Linked DNA regions of Mus musculus: regions 1, 2, 3 and 5 are each linked to region 4. The links are chromatin contacts, called in public HiChIP or PLAC-seq and promoter capture Hi-C maps. All regions are on one chromosome and are shown on one strand. The core of a region is the stretch at or near the end of the contact, and the rest is flanking DNA. Distances in the headings are between cores, read along the strand shown. Region 1 holds the start of Spa17 (sperm autoantigenic protein 17). Region 2 holds the start of Ccdc15 (coiled-coil domain containing 15). Region 3 holds the start of Nrgn (neurogranin). Region 4 holds the start of Stt3a (STT3, subunit of the oligosaccharyltransferase complex, homolog A (S. cerevisiae)). Region 5 holds the start of Tbrg1 (transforming growth factor beta regulated gene 1).

Evidence for each region. Promoter capture Hi-C pulls out the DNA fragments that hold promoters and counts their contacts. HiChIP or PLAC-seq counts read pairs in DNA pulled down with a chosen protein or histone mark. Capture Hi-C pulls out chosen DNA fragments and counts their contacts.
Region 1: a contact with region 4 is called in an H3K27ac HiChIP or PLAC-seq map of thymic regulatory T cells, with 10 times the contacts expected there. The contact joins the promoter of Spa17 here to the promoter of Stt3a in region 4. A contact is called at or near these places in 4 of 39 promoter capture datasets (the 3T3-L1 cell line, frontonasal cranial neural crest, liver and 1 more), 3 of 484 Hi-C or Micro-C datasets (B cells, CD4 T cells and muscle stem cells), 5 of 115 datasets of contacts at active chromatin or transcription factors (astrocytes, bone marrow-derived macrophages, double positive thymocytes and 2 more) and 3 of 9 other capture datasets (adipose tissue, liver and macrophages).
Region 2: a promoter capture Hi-C map of pre-B cells shows a contact between it and region 4. The contact joins the promoter of Ccdc15 here to the promoter of Stt3a in region 4. A contact is called at or near these places in 16 of 39 promoter capture datasets (the 3T3-L1 cell line, 3T3-L1-derived adipocytes, the HPC-7 cell line and 11 more), 12 of 484 Hi-C or Micro-C datasets (CD4 T cells, CD8 T cells, Th1 cells and 7 more), 10 of 115 datasets of contacts at active chromatin or transcription factors (the 230-238 cell line, the SCID.adh cell line, astrocytes and 6 more) and 3 of 9 other capture datasets (adipose tissue, liver and macrophages).
Region 3: a contact with region 4 is called in a promoter capture Hi-C map of pre-B cells. The contact joins the promoter of Nrgn here to the promoter of Stt3a in region 4. A contact is called at or near these places in 5 of 39 promoter capture datasets (the 3T3-L1 cell line, cranial neural crest, liver and 2 more).
Region 5: a promoter capture Hi-C map of liver shows a contact between it and region 4, with 4 times the contacts expected there. The contact joins the promoter of Tbrg1 here to the promoter of Stt3a in region 4. A contact is called at or near these places in 6 of 39 promoter capture datasets (the 3T3-L1 cell line, 3T3-L1-derived adipocytes, the HPC-7 cell line and 3 more), 3 of 484 Hi-C or Micro-C datasets (CD8 T cells, memory CD8 T cells and muscle stem cells), 9 of 115 datasets of contacts at active chromatin or transcription factors (astrocytes, bone marrow-derived macrophages, effector CD8 T cells and 6 more) and 3 of 9 other capture datasets (adipose tissue, liver and pancreatic islet).

Annotation. Positions count from the first base shown.
Region 1 is chr9:37,612,202-37,615,392 of GRCm38.p6, forward strand. It overlaps Spa17 (sperm autoantigenic protein 17), which reads right to left and starts at 1,519. Exons shown (of 5, transcript NM_011449.2): 1 at 1,355-1,519. Siae (sialic acid acetylesterase) reads left to right here and starts at 1,620. Exons shown (of 10, transcript NM_011734.4): 1 at 1,620-1,725. The coding sequence starts at 1,659.
Region 2 is chr9:37,346,841-37,349,891 of GRCm38.p6, forward strand. It overlaps Ccdc15 (coiled-coil domain containing 15), which reads right to left and starts at 1,517. Exons shown (of 16, transcript NM_001081429.2): 1 at 1,194-1,517; 2 at 898-1,083. The coding sequence starts at 1,077.
Region 3 is chr9:37,551,350-37,554,302 of GRCm38.p6, forward strand. Nrgn (neurogranin) reads right to left here and starts at 1,396. Exons shown (of 4, transcript NM_022029.2): 1 at 1,188-1,396. The coding sequence starts at 1,202.
Region 4 is chr9:36,766,266-36,769,402 of GRCm38.p6, forward strand. Stt3a (STT3, subunit of the oligosaccharyltransferase complex, homolog A (S. cerevisiae)) reads right to left here and starts at 1,357. Exons shown (of 18, transcript NM_008408.5): 1 at 1,285-1,357. It overlaps Gm26787 (predicted gene, 26787), which reads left to right and starts at 1,622. Exons shown (of 4, transcript NR_166654.1): 1 at 1,622-1,775.
Region 5 is chr9:37,655,162-37,658,614 of GRCm38.p6, forward strand. It overlaps Tbrg1 (transforming growth factor beta regulated gene 1), which reads right to left and starts at 2,151. Exons shown (of 9, transcript NM_025289.3): 1 at 1,837-2,151. The coding sequence starts at 1,983.

The sequences.
Region 1 (3,191 bases), core at 269-2,768, 850 kb after region 4:
ACGCACATCCTATTGTGGCCGAAGTGAACTGACTCTCACAAAATGTTCTCTGACTTCCATAGGCTGACGACATCATGGAGGCCGTGCCCATACACATGCACATACTAAATAAATGAACACCAAATTCACCCCACCACGTCTATCCTTTTCTCCTAGAGTTTTGAATTCTACCACTGAACTATTTTGTTTGTTTTCTGAGACAGAGTCTCTCAACATAGCTCTGGCTGTTCTGTAACTATGTAGACCAGGCTGCCCTCTAACTCAGAGATCTACCTGCCTCTGTCTCCCAAGTGCGGCGATTAGAGCCAGCCTGGTGGATAAACACTATGCTTTGTGAATTATAGTATCATAAATCCAGATCCATTAAATTAGACAAATACATATTTTCAAAGTTAGAGAACCACAGTTTTCACTAGATTAAGTACTTTGTTTTTCTGTCCTTAAGAGGTGAGGGTAGATGTTGCAAGCCCACAGTATTGAAGAGACAATGATTGCTGAGAAGCTGGTATAAACAATCCCCTTTACATTGCTGAGAAGAAACTATTTCAAGTGCAGTACTTGGGAGGCAAGGGTAGGTGGGTCTTTGTGAGTTCAAGGTCAGCCTTGTCTACAGGGTGAGTTTCCGGACAGCCAGGGGCTAAACAGAGAAACCCTGCCTCAAAAACCCAAAAATCAAACAAATAGCAAGCAAGCAAACAAAAATCTAGTCGTTCTAGAAATTATTATAATTTGTTGAATAGTTTCACTTGTTTTTCAGCCCCAACTTTTGAAGCATGTTCTCAAGTGCCTCTGCTTTCTGATGAGGGATTGTGAAAGGGGAGGTCGTGTATTTGGGAGTCAGCTTTTGATGTTTGGGGAATCTTATTTTCTGGTTTTCTCAGGCCTTCTTTTATCTTATTATTCGAGGACTGGCTTAAAGGTGGCTGACATAGGATTTGATTATTGAGAAAAGAGAGCTTCGGGTCTGGGCGTGTGCTCCCTCTGCCTCCCCCAAGAAGCACAAAGGCGGCGCTGGTTGGGGTCGAGGCTGGAGGACTAGAGGTTTAACAAGGCCTAACCTGTGGAGTCTCTTCCCTTTCTCTCTTTTGGCCACAAACAGCAGATTAGATATCGAATCTTGAGAGCTGTGTAAAGCCCTGAACCGGGCGGGGGAGGACAGGCTGTCGAGGGGAAGCAGGTCAAACCGTGGGCGGGACGCCAAAGACCTAGCGTTCCAGATTCTCCGAGAAAGGGCTTGCCAGGCTCTCTGTCTGGTCCAGGAGTTGCGGGAGTATTGGAGATGCGGAGAGACTACGGCACGAAGGAAAATGGCGAAGCCTCCACATTGGAGAGGGAGTGGGGGAAACTGCCTCACCTCTTCTTTCTCTTCAAGCTGGTGCGGATGGTTCCAGTGTTTTATCTCGTTGCTGGGTAACCGTTTTTTTTTTTCTTTTTTCTTTTTTCTTTTTTTTTTAACTACGGAGGCCGGGAGGGGAGCGCCCTGCGCCGCGCCGCGCCGCGCCGCTGATGGTTTCGCGTACTGAAGGCTTGAGGGTGGGGCCCGATAGGTAGACCCTCCCAGGCCCCGCCCACTACGCAAGACCACGCCTCTGCCCTGTCCCCGCCCCCGCATAGGGGCTCTTCCTGAATTCGGCGGGTTAATCAGGATCTTCACAAACATGGTTTCCCCGGGGCCTGTGTTTGGGATAGTGCTGCTCATAATCGCGCGAGTCAGCAGAAGTGCAGGTGAGGTGTCACAGCTGTGCCGGACCCTTGCCTTTCAGATCTTCTGCAGGATCATGGCATGCGTCCCCTTTAAAGGTCTGGTTTGAGTCAGAACTGGACTTTTCGCACCTAGTTCTGGCTCAAGGTACTGTTGGGCCCATCTACTGCCTTTTTCATGCAGGGTACCTCATTTGCAGCATAGGAGGCAGGGAGAGACTTCGGTTTACCCATTGGAATAGGCTCCAGAGTCCCCAGACCGAAGCCTTGAGGAGAGCTCAAAGAGAAGGGGGCGAAGCTTAGTTAGATAATATTTGGAAACAGGTGTCTGAGTCATCCAAAATACTTCAACACCTGCCCCCTCAGTAGTGCCCTTGGGGAGGGCTTCTGTCGGGATGGGTGCCTTGAGGGAATTAAATTTTACTAGTTTCTAAGTGGTTATTAGGGCTAAGAAATACAACCCCCTCACTAGCTCAGAATAATTTAAGGTTCAGCTCTGAATTTTGATACAGCCTAAGAGATACTAGTGGAGGGGTAAGACTCATCACACTGGAGAGGGAGCTATTTCACACTGGCCATTGTGCAGGTCAGAGCTTGTCATCTGACTAACCTGAGCTGGACATTGCCCTCTGCATGGAGATATCAAAAGATAGGAATCTATTCACTTAAAGTAAAAGGTTACTGCTGGAGCCACCCACCCTTCTTTTCTTTGTATCACTGAAAGAGTGGACCTCATCCATAGACTGTCAATAAATGAAATTTGGGGGGGGGGATGAGAATATAGCTCAGTGATAAAGCTCTTGGCTGGAGTGCTAGGAATTTGTGGTCCCATTACCATTATCCTCACAGCAAAAATGAAATTGCAATTCCTTTGGAATTAGATGACGTTGATTCTCATTCTGTCATAAACTACCTTCTGAGGCCTGTCAAGGACATTACTGTCTTCTTTCTTAAGAACTCTGCTACACGAGTAAGCTCCTAGTAGATTGTAAGATCCTTGGCAGCAAGAATTTTTATCTACTATTGGAATTATTTTTCCTTCCAGGGTTGCAGTCTCAATGTGTAAAGTACTAGGTATCATTAAAGAGATATTCATTGAATTCATAGCTGTTCTAATTATTCTTTAAAATTGCTTAATCTATTTGTGCTCTAGTCCCTTGATGGGTAATGTGGTTAGGTTATATCTCTTCATCGGTAGTAACACAATTAACACGTTTATTATAAAGATAATTTCCACCTCTAAATTTTTTTTTTCTCACCATAAATCCATTCACAAAGAGCTTCTATAACTGAATGTTGGCAAACACAGAAGGGCTTGGGAAGGCATTCCCCATCCTATGGACTGCAACATTGTTGCCCATGTAAGGAATATTTTCTTCACTCTGTTCTTCCAACTCAAGTCTTCTCTTTGCTTAGCTCTTATTTATGCGTTTACTTTTCAGCTTTTGTTCTGTATCTACCCAAGACAGGGCCCTCCCACACATATGCCT
Region 2 (3,051 bases), core at 267-2,766, 580 kb after region 4:
GCATTGGAAATGTAATTGAGGAAAATATGTAATAAAAATAAATTAATTAATTAATTAATTAAAAAAAGAAAGAAAAAATACTAAATAAAGCCAAAAAAAACTAGCAAAACCACTCTCATTTGTTAGCAAATACTAACAAATATTTACATCAAATATTTACAATCAAATATCAAATATTTACATGTGTAAATAAATCAAATATTTACATTAAATTAAATTAAATTAAATTAAATCAAAAATTAAATTAAATTAAATCAAATATTTACATGTGTAAACTTTTGAAAGGGCATTTCTTCATCTGAAATGCTTCTACCCTGAGTGTACAGCATTTCTATTCCTTCACAGACAATGACCATAGTTCCTCATTCGTTCAACAACTACATCCTAAGGACCTAGTTTACCCCAAAAACAAAAATAAACAAGAAGTTCCTTGGCCCCGTGGAATTTACAACTTCCTCAGAGTCTATCAGGATTAACCTCTTTCTTTTATTTTCTTATTTTCATTTTGCCTGGATCTGCATTTAAAAACTTATAAACTCTGAGCAACTACTTAACATTTGAAGAGTGACCAACTGTCATTCTTCTTATGTTACAGTGTCGGGAAATTGTACACAGTACCTATGCCATTCACAGCAAACAACCATGTTTGTGAAGTAAACTAGCCTACTTGCTGGTATGTAGTAAGAACTAAGTTAATATTTGATTGTGTCAACCAAAGATGAAGCAAGTTTTGGAAAACACATCATTGTTGTATAATTTTGACGCAAGAATATAACCTGTATCAGAATGGAAACAGCATCCTCCAGCAGTTCATCTTTCTTTAAGTACCAAAAATTTAGAGAAGGCTAATAAAAAGGGCTGGCAGCGATCACAGTAACCGGGTCAACTGACACTCACATGTGCTGGAATTCCCGACCAATTTGGTGAGGCAGGTTCCACCCAAGCCCCAACTGGTATTATGGCCTGGTTCCTCTCAGCCAGCACTGCCAAAACGTCCTTGCTCTTCGTGGGATTTAAAGCCAGGGGCAATTTTGTGGGATTCCGAGGCTTCTTGAGGGGCGCCATACCTCCTGGCATTGACTTCTGGTTAGAAGAAAAGAGAAAGAGGGACAAGGCTTAAGACAAGGGGGAAAGGCGTAAAAATTACTTTCTAGAAGGAACGGAGATGAGAGGACGAAAAAACAAGGATTTACTTGGGAGATGAAAGCCTGCCCAGAGGTGAGCATAGGCGGGCGCTAAGGGCAGGGCTTGAGTCTGAGATGACCGCGGGTGGAAAAGCGCCGGCCCACGGCATGGGGCTGGAGGGGAGTCTAAGGCCCGGGCAGGAGCCGGGGGTCTTAAGAAGCCTGGGCACAGGAGGTGGGGGGCGTCTGAAGCCCGGCCAGGAAAGCGGGGTCCTGTGAGGCTCCAACAGTTGGATAGGAGACCTGTGAAGCCTGGAGCCTGCCGCGATCCGGTCCGTCTCACACACAGACTCAAACTCCGCGGGCTGCTACGCAAAGGACAAACAGCAAACTGCCACCCCGGGGCCCACGCCTGCCCTGCCTCTTCCGCATTTGTCACCCGTCTTGGGCTGGGGAGGCGGGAATCCGAGCGCGGGGATTACGTCACTTCCGCTTCCTGCCCTTTGGTTGGGGAGGACTAGAGCGGGTTGTTGAATCCGGCAGCGAGCTTAGACTCGGCCTCTCTTTGGATACTGGCGCTGTAGTCTTCTCAAATCTCGAAGTGAGAGGTCTGACATGATGAACAGGCGAGTAAGCGTTCACCGCTGAGGAAATCTCGGGAATAGACAGAGCAGTTCTCAACCTAAGGGTCGCTACCTCTGGGGGTCGCATATCAGATATCCTGCAATGAGATATTTTACATTACAGTTCATAGCAGGAGCAAAATTACAGTTATGAAGTCGCACCCAAATTTTATGGTTGTAGGTCACCACAACATAAGGAACTGTATTAAAGAGTCGCAGTATTAGGAAGGTTGAGAACCACTGGGCAAGAACATGTTGCCAGTGGATCCTTGAGAAGCAAACCAAGCCAACAATCAACCAGACTGCGCTTTTATGCAGCCCCTAAGGTTTACAACGCTATTTCGTGATTACCTTTGACATGTTCTTGTGTGTGACCATCACAACTCACTCCAAACAATGCTTGGGATATTTCATTAAACCCAAAAGACATACACTCATTTTACTCAAGGTGTATATTCGTGCTGGGGGTTGAACCAAGGGCCTCTGGCATTCTAGGCAAGTGCAGCAGTGGAAACCCTAGCTGCCTTAATAATTTTGCTTTTAAGTTAGGGTCTCACTAAGTTGCCCATGCTGGACTTGAACTCACTGTGTAGCCCAGGCCTCGAACTTGCAATCCTCCTGCCTTAGCCTTCCCAATGGCTGCCGTTACAGGCACGTGTCACCCTGCTTTACTTCAACATACCTTATTGCAAGCATTTTATATATCAGTATGTTTTCTGGTTACTCCAGATACTCCCAGTGAACAAAGATCCCTTGTTTGGAGAATTTAAAATCCATTGGAGAATTTACACTGACATTGATAGGACATTTCCAGAGAAGACATCACTAGGGCAATTGAAGTTGATCTTTGAGTTTTGTTTGTATTTCATTTTACTCAGTACTGGAAGTTAAGCCCAGGGCTTCATACATGCTGGTCAAGAACTATATACCCTGCCAACTTTTTTTAACTAGTCTACTTTTAAACAGAAACTATATATGATCATAGAACAAGCCTTTATACTCTTCAAGGGAGGGTTTTAGGTATATAGTTGATTGTTTCACAGCTTTTAATGGGATCTCCTAGGTAGTTCAGGTTCCTCCTGCCTCAGCTTCCCAAGGGCTGGAATAACAGTCACAAAACATCATACCCAGGTATAGGATGATTCCAGGTAGGAGCTGGAGAGATGGTTAATTAAGACTGCTTCCTGCTCTTCCAGAGGACTAAAGTTCATATGCCAGCACTCACGTGCTCACACTCTCCTATAACTCCAGCTCCGTGGATCCAGTGTCCTCTTTTTGCCTCCCTAGGCACCTATATACCCCCC
Region 3 (2,953 bases), core at 146-2,645, 790 kb after region 4:
TGCTTCAAAGAGGGATTGGAGGGCAATCTTTTGAGAGGACAGGGCTCCACACTTGTCAAAGGTGCCTACTTGGGGAAAAAAAATCACATTTCTAAGCCCCATTTGTACAACTGTAAAAGACCTACCTACCTGGGGTGATCAGGCACTCTGGCAGCTGTTATTTATTTAACAAGAGTTAAAATGTCAGCAATGGCTTGCCCCTAAGTTCTCACTGCGTCTTGGACACTGGGCATTGGGAAGTGTCACCTCTCAAAGATATGGGCTATTCCTCCCTTCCAAACTTATTTATTTTGCACATTGTGGGAGAAAGGTGGGGTTCCTGCTGTCGTTAAGTAACCTCTGGAGTCTTTAGCCAGAGTGACAGAAAGAAAACACTAGGAATTTGGAGTCGTCTCTTTCCTTAGATCGGAGGCTAAGAATAAGCAAACACGTTTTATATAGGTATGGGTCACTCAACTCCTTTAGCCAGCTAGGAGCCAGGACCAGTGCTGGATGCCTTCATACAAGAGCCCTTAACAAGATCTGCTTTGGCGTTAGGCACTTGCAGCATCCAGTTTCCGTGTAGGCGCTGATAGACACTTCCTCCCCTTGCCCACAGGGCCCTCTCACGGTCACTCACCCAGCACCTTCCAAAGGAGAAGGTTTTGGGGGCTGAACCAGCTCCACCCCAGAACCACACTGACTAGGTTCTTTCCTGCCCATCACCACCAAGACCAGGGTGGATTCTCCCCGACTTCGCCACATAAGGGCTTAGACGATCATCTGAGGGTCGTGAAGATCTTGCCACAGTCCGCGACAGCAGCAGTGGGATAGGAAATCGTTTGGGGGCCAAAAAATACCAAGGGAAAGGACTAGCACACCAGCAACTTTCCTGTGTCTCCGTGGGGGAAGTTCCACCTCTCGTCTAAGCAGCAGCTTTCCTGCATGAAAGCTCTGCTCAGATCCAGATACAACCTAGATTGTCTGGCCCATGGGCGCTCAGACGCCCCCGCGAGCTGGGGAGCATTTTCCCCAGGGCTTGGCTCAGATCAGGCAGGCGCCTTCCATCATCCAATACAATATTTCAGCACCATTCTTTCCCACATTGTTCCTAGGTCTTCCGCACCCACTTCCATCCCTCACTCACCCCCCAGGGGTTCTCGTGTGCCCCTTGCCCCAGAACACGCTGAGTTCAAGTATGGACTTACCGTGCAGCAGTCCATTGCCGGTGTTGAGGGTCCTTGGCTGGGGTGGAGCCTGGCGCAGAGCGGGGGTGGGTTTGTACGATGCTGGGTGGCAGCTCAGGGGCTGTCGGGCACTCCCCGACCAGCGCAGAATCCTTGCAGAACCAGCCTCTCTCCTCTTGGGTCCGGTCTCCCGCGCTCCGCAACTCTTGCGAATGTAACCTGAGCCCTGCGGCCTCGAAGCCAATCAGAAGACACTTTCTGCAGGGTGGGCGGGGAGAACTGGAGCGAGGACCACTCCTTCTCTCGACTCTCTCCGCCTCGCTCGCTTTGGTGCTCCAACCTCTCCACCTACACACTTCCATCCATTCCTCCTACACACCCCATCTCCCAAATTCACCCCCCCCCCCGCTTTCTAAGTCGCAGACTGCCAGGCAGATGTACGTCGGAGTAAGCACAAGGCCTCCAACATCCAGGGCACAAATACACATCTGGGTGCAGCACGCCCTACCGCCCATAGATAGAAAACCACGAACCTCACCCACCTCCCTGTTCTAGAGTCCCAAACATTACTCCCTCTATTTCCCCTCTCTGCAGAGATGCCCTCCTCACTCTAGTTACAGAGAAACCTGATGGTAGACAGCCTACATGATGGGCACATAGTGACATAGACGCTCCAAGCCTCATGCATCCATACATACTCCCAGGCGGGGTGGTGTGGTGTATCTTCCCACATACAGACACTGCAGACACAATAGGCAAAAACAACTCCACAGGGCCGTGTCCACACACCCTGTGAAGCACAGGTAAACGGTAGACCTCCTGTTAGTTAGCACATAGACAAAAATACCTGCATTCTCACTGCTGGCAATGTCTGCACTAAGTGTTTTCTTTTTAAAATTTTTAGCAAGAACACTGTATTGTCACACGTTGATTCTACGTATTAATTGATTCCATTGTGACCTACTTGTGCCCTTTAAACCATGTTCACCTGGTTACCCTCTTTTGCCCCTTCCCACTCCTGATAACCCCTACTCTTTCCACAAGTATCCCTTTTATTGCCATGTCTTTTTTTTTGGAATGGGGGGGTGTCGAGAAGGAACCCATTGAATTTTGTTAGTGTTGTTTATAGGAGCACGGGCAAGGGCTTCTTTACAGCATTGTAGGCACTGTACTAGTGACTGCACCCCTAAAGTAAATGTCTCTCCCTACCTCACCAACTATTAATTGTGTATAAATCTTCAGGGTGGGGTGGTACCTCATAAGCCCCTCCTCTTTCCATGATAGAGTGTTAATGGGCCCACTCTTGTGGAGATCTTGTGCAGGTGATCCAGCTGTTGTTAACTCAATAGCCAAGTCATGACTGGAAATCATCATTCCATACCTCACCCCCCTTCTTCTGGTTCTTAAATTCTTCCTACCCCTTCTTCCATGATGTTTCCTGAGCCTTGGAAGTATTGGTATATATGTGTCCTCTCTATGACTTGGCATCCAATAGCCTCTAATTCTCAGTATTTTGACTAGTTCTAAGTGTCTTCCATCATCACCGACCAAGTATCTATTTTGTATCTCTCCATGACCTGTGATCTATCTGTCTACTTATCCATCTATCTATCCTTCCATCCATCTGCACCAAATAAAATCACGTACACCCAGCACCCACTTTGAATGTATTTATATCCTGGTACAGACTTAGCACACCCACCCATCCCACTCCTCACACTAGACTTCCTAACCTTTTGATTCACCGCTTCAAAATAAGACAAAAGTTAGCCACCCTCACACTTGCT
Region 4 (3,137 bases), core at 107-2,606:
GGCTACAAGCTTTTTTCTGTTCCAAATCCCAGTGTGCATGCTCTCTGGCCAACTAAAGAGCAGGTGGTCACTAATGCAAGTTCAATCCATGCACTCAAGAGAGAAATATACTCAGGCCACCCACTACATATTCATTTTCAAAGTTCAAACTGTAACTACTGCTCAGGTCTATTTCCCTGTAACTCATTTCATGACCCAGAGAGAACTTGGAGCACCAGATGAAAATCTAGAGCAAAATTACAATAATAATAATAATAATTTTGTTTCTTCTAGACCAGAATAAATTTTGGAATGGTGGTAAGGGAAGCAATCTGCAGACAGTTCAGAATGGTGATCAATTATAGACAATTGGTATGTTAAGGACTAAGAAACAAAGAGTGTGGCAACTGAGAAAACGTAGCACTGTTCAAAACTATGCTGGGAAAGGGGAAACTGCATTATCTTGTTCCCTTCTTTCCAGGGACCAGGGGGTTGCAAAAGGAAAACACTGGACAAAATGGAAAACACGAAGACTCACACTGCGAAGTCTAACATCTTTCCTTTAATTAACTATACCAAAAGAGCAGTTTGGGCTGGTGTGATTAATTATAATTCCAAAGGGAAGGCTTATCACGCACTAATTCTGGGAAGTGAACAACTCAGTCCCATCTCTTGGGTTTGTAGTTGTTCTCAGGAGATAAGTGACATGGAAACTAAACACCACTGAGCTAATATGATCCACACACCTGAAGAGTAAGCAAAGGCAGCGAGAGTGCTAAAACCTGGACTTTAAAGCTAAACACTGCGAGTTTTCATACCGTTCTTGGCAATCTCCACACACCGATAGGGTACAGAAAGGGAAAGGACGCTTTTCTTATCTGCTCATCATCTCTCTGCTTCTCAGCTGTGTCTGCAAGCCTTGACCCACCCGAGCTCTAAATTCTAGGGCTGCAGCCTCGGTGGTTTTCCCACATACGTTTCCACGTCATCTTGTGCACCCTCACTGACTTCGAACCCACTATCTCAGCACACTCCGCGTGGCCCTTCCAAGCTAGTCCCAGGATCCTGTGCCCCACGCCCTCATGGCCAGAGTGCATTGCTCTGCCAAGACCCTTCCTCAGATCGTCTGGTGCCCCAATGCCTGGACGTCCCCATCTCACACTCCACGCCCCCTCCTCCGCCCAGGCCGCAGGCAGGCTCTGCTCCCCACCTCTACAGGCTTGTGTCCAGCACCTCGTTCGGGCCGGCCAACAGCCCGCGCGGCACCTGCCGCTAATCCTCTAGCGCTACCCCAGAGTTTCTCACCTCACGGATGCTCCTCAGGAACCCACTCTGCTCCCCCTGCCATCCGTTCAGCGGCGCACTCAACCCTGACAGCAGCCAAGGCCCGCCTCCCTGCCCGCTCCGCATTGGCTAGCCTCCGTCGATGTATATTTCAGGGGACCGACAGGATAACGGTTCTGTCTGTCATTTCGAGGGCGTGGATCGAGTCTGGATTCCTCCTTTTGAATGGACAATGTGACTGTCATTCACCCTGTTGAGAGGCGTGACTATGAAGTCCCACCGAACTGTGATAGGCCGGCGCGGGAAAGCGAAACGCGCGGAAAGAGCGTGCTCTGAACAGTTTGGTTGAGAGCCGAGCAGTGACGTGTCGGTCTGCGGACCAGGAAGGAGCGGCGATAGGAAGGAGTGGACGCTGTACCCTGGTCACATGAGCAGAAGCGGAAATACGTAAAGAAAGCGGCAGTCGTACCACGTCCGGAAAAGTTGGGCTGCAGATCCGTTTGTTTTTTAAGGTAGAAATGGCCCGTTACCTATTAAACGGTTAAAGGAGAGAAGATATGTTGTGAAAACTCTCAGCCTCCATGGTTCACACGAACCCACCTTGTGTAAGATGTGTCAACTAATAAGCCCAAGAATTGTTTCTGTGTTTGCAGTAACCTCGATAAAGGGACCTTTGACAAATTTCACCGAAACGTTTCACTCAGGTCTGACTTTATGGAAGGGCCCGGGAGGCCTTTTTAGGGTGTCACCGCCCGAGTCGGGCTGAGCCGGCAATAGCCTGCAGAAATTATCTCAAGGCTCGGAGCGGCTAGCCCTGGGCAATCAGGAGCAGCTTAGCATCGCCGGGCCCCTGCGAGGGTGACCTTTCCTCCCGGGCCCTCCGAGGATGGTACTGAGAACGGGCACAGGAAGGGGTTTCAGCTGCCAAACTCCAGTCTTTTCCGATATATACATATAAACAGATGTACTAATTCGAACACTTCCATGCCTTACAAGCCTCAAACCAAAGGCTACGGTAAGATTAGACCATCCAGATACCATTCATATTTGGTGCCAGTGACGCTGGCTTCTCTTTTCCTCTCCCATGAAGGGAAGCACCAACTATTGAAATCAGTACTTATTACAATAATGCATTTCCTCAAAATGCTCATGACCAGTTTTTACACCAGGACCTAACTCAATACCTCTTCTCTTTTGTTTTTATAGTAAATGTTCCATGTAGTTTTATTTTAGCAAGAATAACGGCAAAGCACACACTTGTGATGCCAGTGCTCCCAGAGTCTGAGGCAGGAGGAGCTAATTCCAGGCATCTTAATCTGAAGGAGATAAGCATGAGGACTTTACATACATTCAAACTCCTGTGGCTTCAAAACCTAGCTTAATTTCTTACATAGATAAATTATTTCTCACAGTTCTAGAGTCTGGGAAACAAAAGATTACAGTGCCCGAAACTGACGAAGACTTTTACCACGGCATTATATGGTGGGAGGTCACCTCAGACGTTTTATTTTAAAAAAAAAAAAAAAAATGCTAAGGTCAGGACTAGGGACAATGCTAGGGCTTGGTGGGTAAAGACAGTTGCCCCCTTACAATCTACAATCTTGCATTTGATTACCCAGGATCCACCTAAAGGTTGTAGAAGAGAACTGACCCCACAAAGTTGTCCACACCTCCACTGTGGCATGTATGTGCACACTTGTACACATACACACAGTAATAATAAAAGTTTTAAGGGGGCTGGTGAGATGGCTCAGAAGTTAAGAGTACCGTCTGCTCTTCCAAAGGTCCTGAGTTCAGATCCCAGCAACCACATGGTGGCTCACAACCATCTGTAACAAAAATCTGATGCCCTCTTCTGGAGTGTCTGAAGACAG
Region 5 (3,453 bases), core at 901-3,400, 890 kb after region 4:
TGGTGACAAGATCTATATCTCAGATTGAAAGAGCCCTCTGTGCTGCAGTGTGTAAGAGAAGTGTGGTTCTACTCTGCGCATGCTGTTAATAAATACAGAGTCTGTACAGCTGGCTCAGCGGGGAAAGGCACCGAATCGGAGCCCCAGAACCCACAGTGGAAGGAGAGGAATGAATGACAGTTACCTGATAACTTCTATGCGTGCTCGGCGGCACACACACAGTAATAAGAATAAAAAGAAAGAAACTTCTTTTAAAAAAAAATCTGCAGGGCCAAGTGTTTGGGTTCTATTACAGGGAGGGTAATTGCATGGACACCTTTGGATGAAGAGGGACATTCTTAATGCTCATGCCAGAACAAGATGGTACACCAGGGCTTGCACTCTTTGGGCAAATCAATGGGTGTGGCCACTCCAATTAGTGTGGCCTTTGGCAGAGAAAGGATATAGGACTTGGACTTAATTTAGACCCCCTACAAAATTCTTTTTTGTTCTCCACTACAGAATTCTAAAGACTCTCTATGCTTACAGCTTTGACCTTGCAAAGACAATCTGACCCACTGTATCTTACAGAACAATTACAGGGAGAGAGAGAGAGAGAGAGAGAGAGAGAGAGAGAGAGAGAGAGAGAGAGGGAGGGAGGGAGGGAGGGGGAGGGGAGGGGAGGGGAGGAGGGGAGGGGAGAGAAGAGAAAAGGATGAAAAGTTTTGCATGTAAAATTCTTAATTAATCATCTATTTGCATATACCCAAGTACCATCATTCTTTACTGATGGCTCAGTCTGTCTTGAAACCAGTTTTGAAGGAAATGCCTATTTGGGTGTTTCACAGGTGGAGCCTCAAATTGGTGTTCAAGGCATCAGTTGGTTTAAGTACACGGAGACCCTTTGGTTTCATAAGATCTTTGTATACTTAACGAAACCAACACTATCTTTAAATGTCGACTTGTAAGCATTAGGCAGGCTCTGACATCATGTGACAAGAGAGAACAGTGAGTATAAGGTGTTGACTTCCTGATTTACTCATATTTCCCTCGACACATATACAAGCGTTAAATGTTTTAGCAACAACAAATTGAAAGTCAAAACTTTTCCCGATACGTCTACAAAGACCTTGTAGAAAGAAGTGTTAAACTGCAGGTTCAGATGTGAGGGTATATGGACCGTATACCTATTACCAAGCAAGCACTGAGGTGACTGGCTAAGCTAGAATAGTCTATTTATTAGACTGTTATCAGATTTATTAGACCCTAATACTTCTTGGCTGGTAAAGAAGTTTACTCATCAAATCCTAAATCCCTACAATTAAAGCAGGAAGTGTCTATACACCTCAGCAGGAGGAGGTAGCCTGTTTCCTGATGTTGAGTTCCACTTTCAGTTTCGGATGGAGGGAAGGCAGAAACACCTAGAAGCCTCGTCAAAGGGAGCTACAACCAGGACAATTTTGAAAGATTTAGGTGCCTGTTTACGAAAGCGGCAGCCATGGCGTTAGGGTTGGGTGTACTTAGGAAACAGGCTGTGTAGAGTAAATAATAAACTGGAATCAGGGTATCCAAGTTGGAGTTAGGGCACGTCATCCCTCTGGGCTTCATTTCAGTGTGCTCGCCTTAAAAGACACTCCTTAGGCTCGAAACGAAAAGTAGCAAGAAGGTAATGACTAAAGTTTGCTGGCGGAGCACTCTTCAGTCCTCATTTATAGAGGAGTTGACAGGACTAGAGGAATAACTTATGCAAGGATATGGAACTAATATTCCCAAGCGAGGCAACTAACACTGGACGGATATTCTTTCTCTGAGAGAGTTGAGGTGGGGAAGACAGTCCCCACCCAAACCCAGACTCACAAACACCGTGGCCTTAGCTGCTCTGCGCAGCCGCAGGTACTTCAGCCGGTACTTCTCGTTCTGGCTCTTCCTCGGGAGCCTTTTCATCCTGGCCTTGCTGGACAGCGGGGTGCGCGGCTCGGAGGCCAGGCCGCTCAACACGCTCATGATCAGACCGGGTTCTGGAGCTCCGGGGCGCGGAGGGGATGGAGCGCAGGCAGAAACAGATGGCGATCCTCGGCACTTCCCAGTCGATTTCCCAAGGAAGACCCGCCGGAAGTTGCGCAAAAGCACCGCCACGTGTAACTTCCGGGTTTGGAAGTTGCGGTGGTTCGGACCTAGCGGTGGGCTGGGAGGACGGGTGTGGCTCAGGGTTGCAAGGAGCTGGAGCTGGAAAGAACCGGTCCTACCCGGCTGATAGCCAGCGAAGTAGGGAAGAGTTTAAAGTCCTGATGCAGACGCTCAGGCAGGTGCCCTCAGGGAATGCACGTCCACATCTGCTTTCCCAGGTTGCTCTGAGCAGCAGGCCTTCCTGGGGTTTTAGCAGACTTAAATACTAATGCGGGGAACTCAGTTTCCCATATGTGCTGATCGCACAAGTGTTTCTTAGGCTGTGAACTTCGGGGATAGTAAAACAAGACCTTGATTGCCCCAAAGCTTGGTATCTAGTTAGCAAACTGTTTTAATAAAATGTTAAGTAGCACAAGGTCGGCTTTCAGTGGTTTTAAAATGAAACCAGGAGCGTTTCAAGTACACATACTTCCTATCGTTTTTTTCTTTCAGTAGTGTCAAACCAATTGACTGAGCCTCTTTTTCACATTTTGTTTTTGTTGTTTGTTTTCTCCCTCTCAAAGTAAGAAATGAGATGGGGTGGATTTCCAAACTAGTGTACTCATATAAAAGATAATTATTGTTAAATTCTCCAAATCTAGACGTTTACGGTTGTACATGGAAGCCAAGAAGTATGTTACATAATTAACGCGCTCACTGAATTACTAGAGAAAAACCTAATACTGATAAAGACAACTTAGAATTCAGTAAGTGATCCAAGTATTTAATCTCTGAAAACTGTAAAAACCATTGCAGTTTTGACAAACTGCAACCCAAGAGAAAAAGCGTGTAGATACTCTTCTATGACTGCCCATGTAACAAGCTGCTTTTTTTGAACTTGGTTGGGTCTTAATAATGCAACTCCAGGGTACCATTTGCCTTCACAAATACCTAAGGTGCTCCTGTGGATTTAGTTGGTTTTAAAAGCCATCAGAATTGTGACAACTTATAAAATACACTGCTTTGAAAATATATACTGGAATTCTAGCTTGGAATCTGAAAGCACTCATAGTAATCGAAATTGACTTTATTCTTAATAAAGCGTTAGTTTTAACTGCCTGATTTGCTGTTTAGCTGCATTTTGTTCTCATAGACTTTGACATCTATCTGACTTTTTGTATTATTCATCTTCTTCGTGTGTTGTGTCTATGAGGAGGAAAGTCCCAGCCTCTGCTTTAGTTGAAAGCTCTTTTGGCCAGTAGACTTCAGTGGAATAGTCCCAAACATGTTTATTATTATTTTTTTTTTTCACTTGAGACTTTTTCTTTTACAATTAAGGCAATTTTCTTGCAAATTTGACAAAAAAGA